2 separate regions of the Gossypium arboreum genome follow, and region 2 is linked to region 1. The links are chromatin contacts, called in public Hi-C maps. All regions are on one chromosome and are shown on one strand. Each heading gives the region's core, a stretch centred on a gene start, on an enhancer-like site or on the middle of the called end of the contact. The rest is flanking DNA. Distances are from core to core; before and after follow the strand shown.

Region 1 (7,290 bases), core at 1,901-4,400:
GAAGGAGTGCGTCAGGATAGTGAAGGGCCACATGAGCGTGTGGAGTGAAGGTGTGTGCCTTAACTATGTGGTGTGTGTGTGTGTGTGTGCTTCGACCGATCATATGGGTACTATAGTGCCTATTCAGTTGCTATGTTTTTTTTAAAAAAAATGAATATTGAATAAACTCGATCTGTGAATCTGAGGACATTGAGAATTATCAAATCTGAAAAGGGTAACATCTGTGGTTAAGTTGCTAAAAAATCGTAAGTATGAGTTGATTGAAAACGTAACCAGGTGTCGTACGTACAATATTACTATGCTGCCAATTTACGAAACTATGTGTTAGGTAATTGTGATGTTGTTTCTGTGATATTGTTGCATATACTATAAATGCATGCTCCACTGTAATTGCATATAAGTTAATCTGTCACTATTTTCATGTTAATAACATGTTGATACTGTCATTGTATGTTATACTGTCACTAATCATTAATGACATAATACTGTTGCATAAGGTTGGGTTATTGAAGGAGGAAGTTTAGGCATATAATGTCGGACTGGTTCACCGATCAATATGCTAGCAGTTCATTCACATAACTATTGACGGTCCATCCGCATATCTATTGGTGATACGTCCACATGAGCTTATGCTCCTACTGTTACGGTGTGAAAGGTTGGACGAGTTCTAGGGAACTCTTACTGTGGTGTGTAAGGCTAGATTGGGTAGTGGACCGCACTATCATTCATGAGCATGCCAACTGTTATGGTGAATTCTGTGAATATTGTGAAACTCATTTGTACATATATTGCTTACTTGTATTCCTTTATATGTTTTACTACCTATATGTTATGGCTACATTGAGCTTCATAGCTCACTCCTTAGTTTTCCCATCTTTCCATATAACTCGTGAGGTTAGGATTCAAACTTGACATTTCGTAGCACTGTCAACGATTTTGAAGGAAAGTACTTTTAAACTTTATTTTATAAACTCTATTAGTTTTTTTTTTTTTTTGCATTGTTTTAATCGGATTGTGACTTGGACTTGGTTTTACATATGAATGTTTTATTTGGGATATAACATTACACATTTTAATATCAAACTCGAACAGGGCTAAGAACTTTAGGAATGTTAAATTATTTTAAAATGGTTCAAATATGATTTTTCTAACAACTTTGGAACTAAAATTAAAAGAACAAGATAACTAAATTAAACTAATGTTTTCCAAAAATGAGTTAAATTAATGTCTTTTTGAAATTGAATCGAAATTGTTTTTTAAAAAGTGATTTTTACCAATTCTAACAAAAAGTATCAATACCCTGGCATCTGGTATCGATACTCAACCAAATAAACGATTTTCAAACAAACAGAATACCAAATTGGTATTTATAAGTATCGATGCCAATTGGTCACGTTTTATAAATTTCAAAATTGGCGGAATGTTTAAACCTTATCAATACTTTTTAATTGGTATCGATATCCTCTGTTAAAACTTGAATTCTTTTATGAAATGAGTTTTTAATTTTATCCGAAAACTGAATGTTTTATGGACCATTTCAGTGGTTAGTGTGACCTCCACAATTCGGTCATAACATCTAGGCCGGGTTAGGGGAGGTTACACATCATATCTATATTTTTTATTGTTTTTTAAATTAAAAAGACTAAAGTGTCCTTAAACAATGTAACTTATTTTAAACACGAAATGATATTTTTGTAATTTCTCTTATCGAGTTAGTACCCAATTGACTCATAACACCAACTCAACTAGGGTTTAAATAATAGTATAGATATACAACTGATTGATGTAATAAGACGTGCATATTAAAACAAAAATAAAAATAAAAAATAAAGGTTTAGTTGAATATTTTATTAATTAAAAAATTAACATGAATTTGATAATATAATTAATTTTAATTAGGATAATACATTTAAATAAATTTTCTAACTAATTTGATACCGGATAACTACCTTCAATTTACTATCATTTATCATCCAACGGAAGAACAACTAAGATTGTATTTAAGAAGGCTCATTAATTTTTCCATCTCGAGAGTTTCAATCTCTGTTTCCAACCAGTAAAAGCAAAAGGGAAAACTAAAAAATTCAAGAACAGACAGAAAAGAGGACCCCAACAGAACAAAAGAAAATAAAAGGAATATAACTATCTCAGTTTTCTTGGTAATTTTTTATGGAAAATTATCTAAAAGTATATAATTTTGGAGTTTTGTAGATTTCATTGGTTAAAAATATAATATGTGACTCATAGAATATAATAAAAACATATAAAACATTATATATAAATAAATAAGACACGCTTCATATTTTTATGATAGAAAAATATTTATCACTTTAATTTTTTATGAAGTTCAAAAACTTCTTAAATTGTGTCTCAAATAATTATTCATTTTTATTAAATTTTCAGTTTTTTCAACTTTATATTTCTTATGTTTCGATATTATAGCATATTTAAACTATTATAATATATTACCATACATACTTGTACAAATTATTTTGATACATATACAAAATTTAAATATATTAGTAATAATTTATTTCACAATATTTTATATAAATAATAGTTTATATAAGATATATATGGATGGACTCTCGATTGTATATAAAACCAAACATTTTAGCGAGTTAGAAGGTTAAAAATAATAATATATTTATTTTAATAATATTTTTTAAATAATTTTATTATATGTGTTGATTATATTTGTTATTTTGACATAATACTTAAAATTATTTATAATTAATTTTTAATCTATAAATAAAAGTATAATTCTCGAATCTAAATTTTATTATATTAACAATAAATTTATATCAATTAAATTAAAATTTAATTGACTATTTTTAATAATTCTTAAAATTATTTATTTATAGTGTATATCAAAATAACTGATTCACCATATATGAATTTAGAAACTATTATAAATTATTCTCTATCGAAAACTAAAATTTTTAAAATAATATAAAATTAAATTTGTTTAGACATTGAACTCCAATATGATCATAGAAGAAAGAGAAAGAAAAATGAAAGAGAGAGAGAGACGGTTTTTGTGGGGTTGAAGTGACATGATGATTGAGTGCACGTGTGGTTACCTGTGTCCACGTGCATCTGTTTTATTCATCAAAGATTGATTGATTTTTGTCTCTTTGTTTCTTTGATATTTCTTCACCTTTGTCTCTTTGTCCTTTTGCTTTCAGAACAGGCACTCTCTGTTTGGGCCCCATCTTCTTGTCTTTTTTACTTTTTTTTTAATTTCGTGTATTTATTAATTATTGTTTTTGTTTTCGTTCATTACATAAATTTAATTGATTAATAATTTATAATACACCTAATCTTACTTTAGTATTATTCGCTAAAGTAAGATCTTAAAATCTTTTAAGTTATAGTTTTGTTATGTAAAAATTATGTACAAGTAAGTAGAATTAAATTATTTCGTTTAACATTGGTAAGTTACATTAGAGAATATAATTTTAAACTTTGAAAATAATATTATTAGGAAAAGTAATTATAAACCCTAAATAAAAATAGTAAAAATATATAAAGAATACTTAAAAAATTACTTAATTCTGAGAATTTAAATTAAGGAATTGCATATGAAAATACAATAAAAAAATAGAGAAGCCAAAGTCATCTGGATTGTTGATAAAATATTGGATTTTCAATAATTATCAAAAGTAGAAAAATAAATTGGAACTAGAGATTAGACAACTTAATATTTAGAGAATAAAACACTTTTTATTATTATAATGATTAATGAATAAAGATTATATGTTTCAATTATGTAGTTGTTATCCATCTATAATAATGATAATGAAGTTGATATATATATAAAGATATTTTAATTAGGTTAGTTTGGAGAGTAATGTATTTATTTATAATTAGTATAAAAATAATAATGATGGTAAAATTAAATATTATAACATAAAATAAAAAGTAACGTAAACGCATCGCACCGCACACTTAAATTCACTCTTAATTTTAGTTTCTGCAAGTACTTTCTATTCCTTTACCAAGTTATATACTACATCACCAAAACCTTATTTAGCATGCAGGAATGAGCTACATATGAAAGCTTATACATTTTCGGCTTGCCTAATAAATAAACATAGAAGGCCTAGGCCACAAAATTTTTGGAATTGATGGACCTAAGACCTATATTCTTTTCTTTTTTTCTTTTTTCTTTTTAATTATTTGGTTGGTCCATGACTCCACTGTCATCACCCTAGCTTCAAAATCTAATCTTGCAAGCATATATAAAGAAAAGTTGAATTAAAAAATAACAAAACAAAAACCAAATTTTGCCACTTAAATATTAGTTCAGTAGGCATATATATATATATATATATATATATATATATATATAAGTTGGCAAGAGTCAAATTAAGTGAAAAGAAACTTTAAGGTCGCACAAGCTTCTTGCCGCAAAATGTTGTTTTTTCATCAAATTTTCTTAATGTATTTTTAATTTTGATTATTATTGGGTAAAATAGGAGTTATCATGACTCGATTTAGGTTGGGCTCATACAAAATATTCAGATTAATTTTTTTAAATTTAATTTGACTTGACTCGAAAAATGAATTTATTTTTTACCCAAATCTAATCTAATTTAAGAAAAGTAAGCTACGGTCCAATCGACCCGTTTATATTTAATTTTTAAATTAATTTTTATTTAAAAATAATTTTTAAAAATATAATAAAAACAATAAAATAAAAATATTCTAACACATTAAAAATATTTATATTAAAAGCACTACCATAAATATAATAAATATTTTATTATTTTAAAAACAAAAATAAATATAATATTTTTATTATATTAAATATAATTTTAAAATTTTATATTTTGGATTGGGTTATTTAATTGAGTAAGTTTTTAGTTTTAGGTAATAGGTTTAATTGTTATTAGGTTAGTGATTCAATATAATATATAATTATTATTTAATATATATAATTAATATAATTAGTTTTATAAGATAATATATTCGGGTCGGACTAGGCTATGCTAGGACTAAAAAAACTTTCCCAAGGCCCGACCTATATAGAAAACGGGCCTTAAATTTTACCCAAGCCCATTTTTATAAGATTTGTATGACATGTATATGTTGTTACAAGGATTGAAATGATATATTTATAGTAATTATACTCGTGTGAACTTAGTAAAGGATTAGGATACATATGGCATGCTATTAGGGTCAAATATGGAAACAATTAGTGATTTACATGGTTATATGAGATCCAACATTTGTTGCGGATTCTCCACTTATATGTATTGTTGGTTTAGCCTGAATTGCTAACCTCAATGCGATGTCAACTTGTGGTGAGCAACCCTGACCACTGTCAGCTTGTGTGAGCACTATAGTCCCCTGTATCCGAGTTCGATTTATTAAAGGTTCTTTCAGGTGAAATTGTAACTTAATGGAATGAAATTATTGAAATGGATTGAATATGAAATGAACTATATATGCTTCCTAATTGAATATGATTTCTTGTTAATGATCATGATATGCAAAGTTATGAACTAACCTATTTTTTATATGTTTATATATGATGTTGTTTGATAGTCACCTCAACATAGGCCAAAAGAAATGTTTACTTATTTAAGTTGCCTAGGTAAGTTAATTAAATCTCATATGGACTTACTAAGCATCCAATATGTTTACCCCATTGTTTTCCCTTCTCTCACCTTGTGGAACATGTCTAGCGTACCATTTGAAGCTCACACTATCTCATATTCAAAATGGTAGCTTTTTTATTGTTTTAAGTCAGGTTTTGTGGCATGTACATAAGTGTTTCGTATATGTTAACTTTAAATGTTGAACATAGCTTTAAACTTACCTAATGCTTGATTTTGGAAGTGTTAACGTTTCAATGAAATGATATGTTTTGGTAAATGGTTTGAGTTATGTATGTAACAATTGAAATGGCATAAATGGAGGTAATTTAGAATGTTTCGAGTAGTTTGAGATAGGTAATGTTTAGCTTTTGTCATATGGTTTGGTTTGAATGCCATGGTATTGTATTGATGAATCTAATGGTTGAATAGATGATATAAGTTGGTATAAGGTTGAATGTAATATTAGCATTTGTTTTGGTGTAAGTTGAAAGTGTTTTGGTGCAAGTAAACTTAAACCATTTATGCACAAAATGACAAGTAAAATTAAACCATTTGTGCACAAAATGAAGTTTGTGTGGTAGCCATGAAATAGGTACCAAACGACCTACATTTTACCAAAAACAAAGTCTACGTCCTGACGAGTAATCTTCCTCGTCGTAATGTTGGCCGATAGTAAGTCACGTCGCGATGTTGAATGGCCTGAGGTCATGATGTGACAAACTGTTTGACGACGTCACAACATGGAAGAACAAACGTCATGACATCGACCCTGAGATTTTGAAACTTTACAATTTGGTCCTATTTCAGGATCGAGACAACAAAAGAGCTTTCGTAAGATTGATTAAGGCTCGGATTTAATTATGTATCATAATGTGAATGTGTTTATGATATAATTATATGTTTAAATGAGTTGTTTACAGTATATTTGAAGGTAGTTGCTCTGGCAACAGGTGTGGCATCGTATAGATCGGACCTAACAGTCAGGTCAGGCAAGGGGTGTTACATGAATAGCACCAAGGTTGTTGTTCTTGATATATATATTTTGACATTGTTGATGGTTGAGATGCAAAGATATCAAAAGAGCGTGAATGTTGTCTCCTAGGTTCCCCATAGCTCCTACCATGTTAGCATTGTCAACGATGATTCTCATTCATTGATTTTGGATTTTTCATCTATGGGTTAACCTATTGAAGGTGGCGTCAACCCGATTCTTACTTACACTGTTAGGGTAGAAGTTGAGTAGTCACAATGGTCATCACCTTAGCCTAATTGGGTCAACATTTCCTTCTCCACTAAGCTTCAAATTCTTATGGTATGAGTTGAAAGAATAGTAAGGGTGTTTTGAAAAGTTGTAAACCAAGAAAGAATGCCCATACATGTTCATTAGAATCATCACTAGATTACATAATATGTAAACATTGAAAGTTATTTTGTTTAAGAATTTGGACCAAAATTGTATATCTATAAACATTATAGAGCTAAATATCTTCTCATGTCAATTTTAGAATTGTAACGTCATCTTTCTATTACCCCGTTAACGAAGGCTAATAAAAATATATTAAAAAAGGCAATCAATTAAGTTAGATGATCTGCACTGTAGCTTACCTATAGATCTAATAGAAAACATATACATTGAAATTCTTAATTTTTGTCAATTATATATAAAATTGCACAATTATTATAA
Region 2 (7,290 bases), core at 2,641-5,140, 150 kb before region 1:
TGTTATTTAATTTTGGTTCACACATATGCTATCTGCTTGGAAACAAACTTTGTGTTGAACTTATGATTGAAATTAGAGGTGCTCATGGGTCAAGTTGGGTTAAAATTTAAATCTAAACATGATATAAATATATTCTATACTTGCCCAAGCTCGCCATGTCCGAATATGAGCCTAAAAGTTTGTCCAACCCCGTCCATATTTGCAAAAGACTAATCCAAGCCCATTTAAACCCACCTATATTATTTTTTAAAATATTTATATTATATTATTTTAATATTTAATAAATTTATACATTTTATTTATTAAAATTTTTATATAGTCATATTAAATTATTTTAATATTTACATTAGAGTAGTATTATATATTTAATATAAATTTATTTTTTAGTTTGTTCTAAATTACATGATATATATATAAAATAACATAATATAAAGTATTATAAACTTTAAAACAGGTCAAGCTTAAGCCTTGAATATTTAAGTTCGAGCTTGATCCATATTTTAAATAGCCTAATTTTTTTTGCTCAAGCTCATTTTTTGAGCCTAATATTTTTATCAAAACCCTTTTAAATTTTAAACGGACTTTGAGCCTGAACAAATAGCCTAACACATATATAATTGAGATGTTAAGTCCCAACATTGGTTAAATGAAAGAATATGTTGAGCCCATCAATTTCGCCAAGGAAAGAAATGGCAGATTTCTTGCACAGTAACTCTAATAAATATAGTAATGGGTCCAATTTCTCTTTCCATGACATCCTTGAAAGGTAGTCCAATTGAAGGACTTCTAAAAGGTCCCAAACTCAGATCCTTGAAAACTGAAATTTCTCTGCAGCTGTTGGGATTTTTATGACTTCCATACATAAAACATATTTGTATTTCCCAATTTCTCTCACTTTGATTATTAACATGGTGTAATCCTAGTTAGAACAAAGGGAAATAGAGTCACAAAATTCAGAAATTCTTATTCACAGTCTACACTAGAGCCTGAAAACAGGAAAAATCAATCATTTTCTACCCTTGTTAGAACATATTTTTAATTGTACAAAATACCCACCCCTTCCCTTTTGATTAGTCTATATATCTCTTTATGTACATACATGATACATCTGTTAGTCAGTAGGATGATACTCTAATGTGTAGTCCATTTGGTGCTTCAACTCTTGGAAATTTCATCAATTTTTCTGCCCCAACTTCTTCCCATCTGCACTCACAAATAAAGGGATTTCATTTTCTCTTTCTTTTAATGGCTTTTAGAATGATTTAATGCTAAATATTTAAATTACCTGTATCTAGTTACAAAATAGTGAAGGAAAGTAGAAATTTCTGCAATTCCAAGTTCCTTTCCTGGACATTGCCTGGTGCCTCCTCCAAATATCAAGAAATAATTTTGAGATTCCAAGCCCTTGTCCTGTATTCATCAATCATTTTAAATTTCAAGGAATTTTTTTTTAAAAGAAATTGATGGAAAAATTAGGGGTCACTAACCATCCATCTCCATGGATTGAAGGCTAATGGATCTGGATATAGGAATGGATCATAGTTTATTTCTCTTGTATAAACATAAATTCTCCAGCCTTTAGGAATCACATACCCTGAAAGGAAGATGAGTCATTGGTGAAAATTCAATCATTTCACAAATTATAATAAAAAAAATTAAGAGAATGAATCTTCCAGGGAATTGCCTAGCTGGATTGGTAGGTATGCCATTGTAAATCATGATAGGGTAAGGTCCACCAAAGGAAGATGATCTCACCTCCTTTACATCTTATTTTCCATTCTTTTTTTTTTTTATAAAAAACCTTGAGATTCAATGTTAATAAAAACTTAAACAATGTAAGTGGTTTAAGGGAAACTTTTTATTTATTTATTTATTTTTTTGGGTTTTAAAAGAGCAGCTAACTGCAAACTGAGCTTCTTGAGGCCATAAAATTGATGTTAGAAAAGTAAGAATTAAAAAGAATATTTCAATATATTTATGGATCCCACTTTTTGAATATTTTAATGTTGAGCTCACCATTTAGTTCCATTTCTTGAGTAGTTTTCCTCAAAACTCCATTAACAATTGTAGCTAATCTTGATGTCTCAAAAATCACCTGCATAGCCCACAAAATCATTGAACCTTTTTCTTTGTAAAGTGTTCTTTTTTTCTTTTTGAATAAAAAAATTTGCAAAGTGCTTACTGCTCTTGTAAATCTCATTGACTTAAGATCATTCCATTCAATTGGTTCATCTGCCCTTTTTCTTTCTCTTATTCCCATATGTTCTTTCTGGTGGGAAAAAGAACAGCCAATCAAAACCAGAGACAAAAAAAAAAAAAAAAGAACCAGTGATAGTAAAGAGGTCAAAGTTGGAAGGAAAATGTAAACATACTCTTAGCTCTTCAAGAACTGTTGGATGATCATGGAGATACTTGACAGCCATCATTGATGTAGTGGAAACAGTCTCATAACCAGAATACAAGATTGTGATTATTTGGTCAATGATCTCATCATCACTTAGTTTATGTCGATTACTGTCATCATTTCTCATCAAGTGCCCAAGCATGTCCTTGTGGGATTCTTCACTATCTCTTCTCTTTTCTATCAGTTGTCCCAATATCTTCAAAATGTTCTGTCTTGCCTGCAACATAAACATGCTACTTGCTTCAGACTGTAAAACATGGAACTGCAATGACAAGAAAATGATATATGAGTTGCTTGTCAAATTACCTGGAATCCTCGACGATAATTGGTACCAGGGAGATCAATAGGAAGTGATAAGGTGCCTAAAACCAGTTTAAAGAACTCAGGCATGAATTGTTGAGCTACTGAACTGGATTCAGCACTGGCGATTTGCTTAAGTGATGATAAAAAGGCCATCTGTAAGGATAGCAGATTAGAAACAGAGGAAAGCATGAAAAGCTTTGAATGTGATATTAACATATACAAATACAAAAACAGACCTCTTTGGTCTTGTCTTGGATGTTAATGACTTGGTTGTCCCAATTAGAGAGGAAAGCTCTCATGAATTCATCGATTTTGGGCAAAAGTTGTTGTCTGATCATAGTGGGGCTAATGAGGGCAAGGAGGGCTCCTCTCATTTGCTTATGTGTGGAGCCATGGACGGCTGCAATATTGCATTTTCCCAAGATATCAAGCATGGACTGTGGGTATCCAGGAACAAGCCCCTTGGCTTCATTCATTAGTATGTATCTGTTCAGCTCTGGATCCATGGAAACAACTGTAGGACATCCTAGAATATGGGATTTGAAGAAGCTGCCATACCTGCTTTTGTAATAAACAAACAAATTATATTAAAAAACCAAACTAGTGTTTTTCATAAATTACCTGAATGATTTAATGTTTGGAAGCTAAATTTACAAGAAAACCCTCTTGCAACTGTTTTTAAGTGACAACAACCATGACATAGTGAAATAAAAACATCATTTACTTCCATAAAAGGAAAAAGGAGAAAGCAAAGAGGAAGCTATTTTATCAACCAGCTTTCAAATCGAGGACAGACAAGCAAGAAATAACAAAGATTTGGGGGTTTCAAATCACCTTGCTCTTTGGTTTTTCATGAAGTTAGGGCCTTGTTTGAGAAACTCAGTGGTTTCCCCGAAGACAGGCCAACCCATAGTACCAGGGGGCAGACCTTTCTTCCTGTATCTCATCTCGTTCCATCTCAAAACTGCAGTGCACATACACAGCACCATTACAAACACCCCAACAATCACCATTAAAACACCCATTGTTTCTCCCAAGAAGCTCTCTAAATGGTTAAAGGGGCTTCTTCCTCCTAACTCTAAACGAGCTCATGGGTATATATATATGTATACGACCCCTACCTCTATGGTCACAAGTCATTGAAAGATATAGGCCAAACCATGCAGCTCACTAGGAAGGGACCCTACCCTTAAAAGACCTCAAAAGTAATCAGCAGTCCAATAAAAATTAATAGATATGCTTTTACTAAGCTAACCCCTCTTAAATAACTAATTATAGATTTGAATCTTAAAACTCTTTCACACTTAACTATGATTTTTTTAAAATAAATTGCAGACTAAGACACGATTCATTCTTCAAGATTTTGAGCATGAATGCTTGTTTGATAGTCAAGGTCAGAGATACCATTATCGAAACAGTAACCATATAATTTCTTTAATTTCACAGGTCAAAATAAAAATCTAACAAATATTCAGCTTTAGTTTTATTTTTTTAATTTCTTATTCAGAATAAATCAAACCTACTTTCTGCTCCAATATCTAATTTTTGTAATTTAAATATATATAATAATTTTTTTAATGATGAAAAAGGGTTTCTATAAAGAAATGATTTGGATATTAGTGGCATGAAAGCTAGATAAATGAAAAAAGAAAGATAGTTGGGAAGTGTTTGAAGTGGCACATGCAGACCACCCTATTGGACCTAAAATTAAGTTAAAATAAATTTTTTTTAAAAAATAAAGCCCAGTCCTTCACATGTCTGTCAATGAGATCTGCTCATGGAATTACAAAATAACAAAAGAAGATGCATAATACCATATAAAATAATCACAAATTATGTGTCAAAATTTATGTAATATAAATTATTAACTCTATAATATTTTAAATATGATACAACAGGTACATGGATTGTTCATCAAGTGAATAGGGGAGCTTTGATTTCATTTCCAACTGCAAGTTTATGGCACTGTATTTCCCAGAAAACTATAATATTGTGATGTTTATCTAATGCACTTTCAATTTGATATTCATTTCCAACTCCTTCTATTTTCAGGTTTTCTTTTTCAACAAAGATGAAACTTGAAACCGATACGATTTTCGATGAGATCACATGAACAATTAGCAACTATTATTATTATTATAAGATTTTTGGAATAAGATAAATTAATATGAGTTGTACATCGAATTTATCAGACAGTTTGCATGCACTTATCAATGTCAGTCAATGATGTAACGACGACGAATGACATGAATGAAAACGTTTCGACATGGTGACATGTTTCCCACAAACACTGAGTTTCTTCTCCTAATTAAACTCTGCTATCTTTTCCCAATTAAACTCTAATTACTTCAGAGATGTTTTAGTCGTTTTAGACCTTTAAACTTAACCATGGGTCTTGTATCCCTGTTTCAATAAGGCAATTAAAGATGTAGTATTATAGGGCTTTTCTTTTGGGGGTGACAAGCTGTAGTAGCAAATGAGCTTTTGTGAGAGTTTTCGTGGTGATTATGGAAAGAAATTTGTAACCCTTTCGGGTTTACTCAATGAGAGTTAGGGCTTTATTTTAGAGGTTTGAGTTTGTATGTTTAGTACGTTTAAGTTTATTTTATCCATAACGTATTCTTGTTTGTTCATTCAAGTAGTGAAAAGTCGAAGCCTCCTTTGCTTGTAGTTTTTATCCTCTTCGAAAGAGTTTTTTACGTAAAATTTGTGTTCAATCTTTTCTATTTCGTTATTTATACATGTTTATCTCTAACAATTAGTTTAAAAATTGTTTGAATTTAATATTTTAAGGTTAAATATGTAGAGCGTGATACTAATAATTAAAATAATATCCAAATATAACCCATATTATAAAACTTAAATTTGTGGATGAATAAGAAAAAATTATATGACCAACCTATTATCTTTTTTATCTTTTAAAGTTTCATATATAATAGTTACAACGTGTGTAAGTAGTGCAATAGTAATAAAAACAAGAAGAAGAAAGCAACAAATATTTGTCAGGATTAAAAAACTCTGAATTTCAGTATCAAGAATTAATATTAATAATTATATATCATTCAACAATCTTTTCATTAACCTTAGTAAACATCTTTGGCTATTAGTAGGAGAAAAAAGATTAGGGTTATCCAAATTTCAACTTACATCATAAAATATTTTATCATTATTCGGTTGTACAAATTAAAATATAGTTTAAAAATATGAACAATCTCTAAGAAAATCTAAAATTAAAACAAATAACTATTTTAAATAATTCTTTTAAAAATTTTACTTGTTTCAAGTTCAATTTTGTTTAATTAGTTTATATATAAAATATTTCCTTTTATTAATTCAAAGATAGGAGCAAATGGTGGTACATTGGCAAGTGTGCAGCTACAATGGTCCTTTTGCTGTTGAAAAGTGCTGAGTATAAAAGTCCCTTTGGCTTTAATTAGTACTTAATGCCTCCTGCCAATGATCCAGCTGAGGTTGGTATCAGCCACATTACAGAATATATATGGGGTTAATTCCATCATAGGTCTCTCAATTATGGTCTAATTTTAAATTAGTCTTTAATATTTTTAAATATTTTAATTGATTCATCAAAATATTAATATTAATTCAATTAAATTATTTTGTCAGCATGGTTTGTCAAGTTGAGTGTTAAATATCAACTCTAGTATGATGTGAAGCATATTAAAAATGTGTAAATAAAATTTTAGATATATTTCTATTTAATGCGTGAATAATTTGGATCTTTCATGTTATAAAAAATACACGTCGTTAAAATTTAATAAGATTATTTCATTTTTTAACAAGTCAAATCTCAATTATTCATGTGATAGGCATACACATATTAAATTTTGATTAATTTATTTTAAATATACTCCACATCAAATTTGATCAAACACTTAAAGTTTTAAATTTTAATCGAATTTGATCATATAAATATTCGAGAGAAATTTTAATCACTACTCTAAACATGTGTAACTTATTTTTATCTCTTAGAATAATATCATTAAACTAAATGCTTATTTTATTAAGGTTAAATTGTACTATTGGTTTTGTACTATAAATAAGTTGTAGATTTAGTTTTTGATATTTTTATTATTTTATTTTTCTAATTTTGAAATTTCATTCCTAATCAAATAGCAGTTGTTAAATGCATTACGTTATTTCCAAAAATACTCAAGAAAAAGCCAATTAATGGATTTAATAGATGTTGCTTAAGTCAAAATTTAAATTTTAGAAATTTAAAAAAGTATAGAGACTAAGAATAATAGGACCAAACTCAAACATGGTAAGACTAGAGACTCACACATCTCAATTGTGTATAATAGACTTGAACCTAGGCACTTAAAACCCAAGACTTTCACCTTAAGCAACAAATCAAGACATCATTAGCAATTATATTTATATTATTTAATATTAAAATCAATTTTATTATTTTTAACGTCCTGAATTTCTCTACCTTGGTAAAATTTTGCTTTTTAACCTTGTTTTAACAACTTTCGCGATGGTTAAGGTAAGTGCGCAATCAAACCTATTGAGAATCATTATTGGAGAACTTCATCAATATAGAGAAACAAGATATTGAACAT

The links. Hi-C and Micro-C count contacts between places; a contact is called where the count stands out from the background.
Region 2: a contact with region 1 is called in a Hi-C map of leaf, with 1.6 times the contacts expected there. The contact joins the promoter of LOC108482799 here to the enhancer-like site in region 1. A contact is called at or near these places in 2 of 5 Hi-C or Micro-C datasets (both in leaf).

What each region holds. Positions count from the first base shown.
Region 1 is chr7:16,822,696-16,829,985 of ASM2569848v2, reverse strand. No RefSeq gene overlaps it. Among protein-coding and RNA genes, the nearest start is that of LOC108476692, 87 kb to the right of the region's middle. Within about 2 kb of position 3,150, at least 1 of the 2 cell types and tissues checked has an H3K27ac peak or open chromatin away from gene starts, as enhancers often do. A contact at or near this core is called in leaf, where this site is marked.
Region 2 is chr7:16,977,615-16,984,904 of ASM2569848v2, reverse strand. LOC108482799 (cytochrome P450 85A-like) reads right to left here and starts at 3,890. Exons shown (of 9, transcript XM_017785904.2): 1 at 3,542-3,890; 2 at 2,944-3,268; 3 at 2,711-2,860; 4 at 2,373-2,621; 5 at 2,183-2,269; 6 at 2,017-2,095; 7 at 1,488-1,594; 8 at 1,286-1,410; 9 at 844-1,203. The coding sequence starts at 3,732. The coding sequence ends at 1,116.